Linked DNA regions of Zea mays: region 2 is linked to region 1. Evidence: chromatin contacts called from public Hi-C data. All regions are on one chromosome and are shown on one strand. The core of a region is the stretch at or near the end of the contact, and the rest is flanking DNA. Distances in the headings are between cores, read along the strand shown.

Region 1 (2,700 bases), core at 162-2,661:
CTACACAGTGGCCTTGGCCTCGACGTCTTAGGCAGTAGTCAGTAGAACAAAACAGACAGGCATGGTGCAGTCAGAAGAACCCGTGCCATATCCATCGTTTTAATTTGGCTGCACGCGGCGCTTATATATGCTGCAGAAGGACCTGAATGGACCCCCCAATCAGCTGATGCATCGCCACTGCACGAGTCTATCTTATCTGCTCCTCCTGCGTGCCTGTGGTCTGCAGTCTGTAGCACGCACGGTTTCATACTTAGATTTGTTTGCCCCCACAGCCTATCGGCTGTCGCAACTTCTAGCTTCCACAGTCCACATTCCGAACCCAGCTCATGTATAGAAACGGCTCACCTTGTGAACGACCATCGTTTGGAATTCATTTTTTAGTAATATATACTCATCCATTCGTAGTTAGTTTAGCTCTTAATTTTTATGTCCATATTCAAATATTTGAAGATAGATTTAAACATATATATACTAAATATTGTATAAACCGATTAATTAACTAAAACGAATTTTAATATGGAATGGAGGGAGTATAAGAGTCATGGGTTTAAACCCTCAAGAAACGAGAGTGTATGTGCAGATCATCTCCAAATAGGTGTCTCAAAAATAATTTCCCAAAAATTAAAATACTACATCATTTAAAGTGTTCAGGGCACTGAAAATAAATTGAGCTCCAATCGTTAAGCTCTATATCATGTATTTAAGAAAGTAAATTGCATTATTAGAAAAGAAAAATGTTGATAATGATATAGAAAATATGAATATGACATTAATATGAGGTGTGGTGTATTTAGGTCACTTTATAGTGTGTCCTATATTTTTTTATATAAACATTTGTAACATAAGATGTTGTTGGAACTGCTAGTTTCTATGTACTTATAGGGGTGTGTGACCGTGTGATACTTACATGTATTAAGCTAATATATAGAGAGAGTTAGTGGACTATGACCACCAGTTAGCCTCATTATTAACTCATATTAGCCTTCCTTTGAAAAATGACTGGACGTGCAACAAGCAAAATAGTTTGTATATGTGCATGCACACGAAGAAGGTCAAGTCACAGACCTGGCGGCGAGCCTGTCGTGGAAGGTGCGGCGGCGGATGGGGCACCAGCGCACGGACTGCGTGATGACCCAGTAGAAGCCGAACCAGAGCTCCGCCGCGAGCATCCCCAGCCACGCCGCCCTGCCGCCGGAGCCGGCAGCCGGGACGTGCGTCGCCCTGTAGCAGAGCAGCAGGCATATCCCCAGGAACACCGTGACGGCGTGGAGCCTGTAGAGCGCCCGGCCACCGTGCTTCTCCGTGGCGAACAGCCTCTCCTCCATTTCGACTTCTCCGGTCCGGAGCACGACTGCTGCAGCTGATGAGCAGGAGCCGAATAATAATAATAATAATAATACTGATGAGCCGAGGACCGGAGAGCAGCAGCGGGTGGCGTATATAAAGCCGATGGATCGTGTGTCATTGGCTCGCTGCCGATACGTACGCCGACAGGGGCGGCTAGCGACCGATGCAGCTAATCGTTGCAGAGACGGCACGTGCACTGAGGTGTTCAGTGTAAGTGACAGTGTCAGCGTAAGGCTGTCTTCACCGATTTTCTATTTCAAACTCTACTGTTTATAATTATTTATTATGTAGAATAGTATAGTATTTTATATGATCATGTACATGATATGTTGAAGACAGTAAACATCGTTATCTAGAGTATACAATCTCAATCTGCTGAAACTTATAGTAAATATTAATACAATATGTACTTTCTAATACCATATTTTGTTAGAAATATAGGCATTTTCCGTATTATTTTAATTCCATAAATTAACATTATGATGATGACATATAAAATATGTTTAATCATAGAAATCATTATCTCAAATATATCCATAACAATATGGATCAAGAGAACATGAAACATATGAATCATATAAATATAATAAGCATATAAACATGAAACATGTATTATTATGGAACAACTGAAAATAAACAGATAGCAACATAAACAGCATGACTGTAAAATTAAGACAAACAGATTTATCATATTACTAGTATGATCAGGCATCAGACATGTTATGATATAATACGACAAAACAGATTGAATAAATTTACGGCTATAAATAAAACAGCAGGTATGAACATATATAATTTGCAGAATGAAAAACAGTAAGGAGATGAATTGATCATACCCTCCCATGCGCTCCGAGGATCTAGATCCTTGTCCAACTTCACTTGTCATGTCAGCAGGAGGAAGACTTTGGGCAGTCGCGTAGACGCTCCCCAAAAACCTAATTGCCGATCCCTCGTGCAAGGTCTCGAACGGCAAGGGCTCCGGAGGCACCTGCCCTCTCGCTTCTCTGTGCGCGCAGAGTCACGAGATGGAAATACCCTCACTCGGCTGCTGGACTGTGTTCTGAAAGTGTTTTCTCTTGTGTACCGAGTGACAGGGGTGCTCCTCTATTTAACCTCTCGCAGAGGGAAGCTGAAGGAGAAAGGTCGCCGAGTCACGCCAAGAGTCGGCCAGCTCTAGCCGAGTTATGCCATGAGTCGGCCAGCTCTCGCCGAGTCACGCCATGAGTCGGCAGCTGAAGGAGAAGGGTCACTCGGCTGGCTGACGAAGAGACAGGGTCACTCGGCTGACGTACGCGGTTAGTGAGTGCTAAAAATTAACACAACCACACCACGCCCGCTCGCCTGCTTGCCTGC
Region 2 (2,700 bases), core at 181-2,680, 170 kb after region 1:
CTACTCGCTTGATCTTCACTTGATTTGTTTTCCCCTCTCTAATAGTTCTCTTGCTAGTATTAATTTGAGTTCGCTCCTAAACGATATCCGCATTGATTGAGCAACTCTTAGCAAGAGAAACATTCTTTTGACTTGAGTTTAATTCTAACGCTTAACCCCTGGCTTCTAGTGCGTGTTTAAAGTTATAGATTTTAGGTTTCGTCTATTCACCCCCCTCTAGGCGACTTTCACACTTTCTTTGCAAAACTTAGTTAATAGCCAAAACAAAGTGCTAGAAACAAAAATGAGGGTATGTGCAACTTATCCAAACGCTTAAACCTTGTGTTTATGATGATTTGCTCAAAGTTAAACTTTTGGCCCTCCAATTCAACTCATTTGGATGTGTTGTTTTCGATTTGCATTTTATGAATCTCTGCTCATGCTTATATAGAGAGTGTTAGTTTAAAGCGGTGTGTTGAGGCATTTAATCACCAAAACATCTAGAAATGGACAAACGACACATTTATCTTTCAATCTCCCATTTTTTTGGTGATTTATGTCAACACACCTAAAGCAATTCAACCCTTACCAAATATGAGCCAATAAATGCAAACTGAAGATTAAACTAAAAACTAGGTAATGGGGTGCGGGTCTGTTGCGGTAGGTCGAGCATATTATTATAGACTGAAAGCCTAAATTTGAAAGCATCTATATGTTGGCTGCGCTATTTGAAATTACTCTGTAACCACAGCCCTGTGAATATGTGAAACAAAAGTATTGATTCCCAAGTGTGACATTCTACGCAGCTACGTTCGGAAGAAAACAAACGGCGCAAATATTGGCCATGTATATATGTTGCTTGTGCCATGGGTCTCGTACAGTTTTGAAACGGATGCTCTGCTCTCTCGCCATTAATCATACATCTGGTGGCCTCCGCGAACATATGCAAATCGCCATGGGTTACCTCCCAAACCACCATGCATCCTTTTGTTAATAAGAGAGTGCTCAGTAGACTACACTACAACAAGAAATCATTGCCATCTTCCGCTGGTCTGTTCGGATGGACCAAAGACTACACTACAACAAGAAATCCTAACGGCCCCGCTTGCTTTTGTTTGTTAATATAAGAGAGTGCTCGATCAGTAGACGGCAGCACCCGATCAAGAGAAGAGAAGAAGGAGAAAAATAATGCCGGCAAGAGCATGTCCTTTCCCATGGAAACCATTGCCATCTTCCGCTGTTCGTTTGCACTCGAAACGTAGCCAATGAAGAATCCAAAATAACTGCCATTTCGAAAAGCTTCTCGAGGCCCTTCCCTTCACCAGGGACCCTATATATAAACCCCATGCATGCCAAGGGAGCTGTACGTAAATCACGCACAGACAGACATCGATCTCATCACGCCGTACTACCTAAAGATGAGGAGCAACAACCTCTTGTACGTCTCGCTGCTCATCGTCTGCGCCGCTGCACTGCAGTTGCAGTTGCATTTGCGCGCAGACGCGTCCCAAGAGGGGGATCAGCTGAAGAAATTCATCCGGTCCAGGCGGGACAGCAGTACTCGTAGTCGTATCGACGACAAGGGCGCGTTTAAGGTGAGTAATAACGTCGTCGGCGGCCTCCTGAGAGCAGGCGGGTACTCCGGCAGCGAGCAGAGCGCGCTGATGAAGGCGGGCGACAAGATCGCTGCGCTGCCGGGGCAACCGGACGGCGGCGTCGACTTCGACCAGTACAGCGGGTACGTGACCGTCGACGAGAAGAACGGCCGGGCGCTCTTCTACTACTTGGCGGAGGCGCCGCGGGGTGCCGCGTCCAAGCCGCTCCTCCTGTGGCTCAACGGAGGTAGGGAGAGGAGGGATTAACAGCAATTAACTTGGTATAATTAAATAATTAATTAACTGTCCACAGGGCCGGGATGCTCGTCGTTTGGCATCGGAGCGATGCAAGAGCTCGGCCCGTTCCGCGTAAACAGCGACAACAAGACGCTGAGCAGAAACAAGAATGCTTGGAACAACGGTATGCATGTACCATGTAGTATATACGCCGTATAGTACGCGAGAGTCTGCTTCGATCACTTTTGTTGTGCTCAAGTTGGCAAGTCGTTGTGCATGTAGTGGCTAACGTGATCTTCCTGGAATCGCCGGCGGGTGTTGGGTTCTCCTACTCCAACACATCCTCCGACTACGACCTCAGCGGAGACCAGAGGGCAGCGGACGACGCGTACCTGTTCCTGGTGAACTGGCTGGAGCGCTTCCCGGAGTACAAGAGCCGGCCGTTCTACATCTCCGGGGAGAGCTACGCCGGCCATTACGTGCCCGAGCTCGCCGCCACCATCCTCATCCAGAATTCCTACGACGACGCCAAGACGGCCATAATAAACCTGCGGGGCATCTTGGTACACACTACACACACACCAGCTGCTATAGCTGATCGATGATGTTTAATCTTCTTACTATACTTAATTATTATAAATCTACATGCATGCATGCATGCATGCATGCGTTTAATTTTTAGGTTGGGAACCCACTCCTGGACTGGCGCATGAACTTCAAGGGCCAGGTTGACTACTACTGGAGCCACGGGTTGATGTCGGACGAGGTGTTCGCCAACATAACCAGGCACTGCGACGACGACTCGGACTCGGACGTGGGCGCGTGCGATGGCGCCGTGCAGGCGGTGGACGCGGGGCAGCTTGATTACTACAACATATACGCTCCCGTC

What was found. Hi-C and Micro-C count contacts between places; a contact is called where the count stands out from the background.
Region 2: a Hi-C map of ear shows a contact between it and region 1, with 2.5 times the contacts expected there. The contact joins the promoter of LOC103632915 here to the promoter of LOC100281504 in region 1. A contact is called at or near these places in 4 of 25 Hi-C or Micro-C datasets (ear, leaf and tassel).

Annotation. Positions count from the first base shown.
Region 1 is chr7:136,037,446-136,040,145 of Zm-B73-REFERENCE-NAM-5.0, forward strand. It overlaps LOC100281504, which reads right to left and starts at 1,412. Exons shown (of 7, transcript NM_001368021.1): 1 at 1,066-1,412. The coding sequence starts at 1,325.
Region 2 is chr7:136,202,951-136,205,650 of Zm-B73-REFERENCE-NAM-5.0, forward strand. It overlaps LOC103632915, which reads left to right and starts at 1,431. Exons shown (of 7, transcript XM_008654625.2): 1 at 1,431-1,821; 2 at 1,888-1,995; 3 at 2,094-2,374; 4 at 2,494-2,700. The coding sequence starts at 1,644.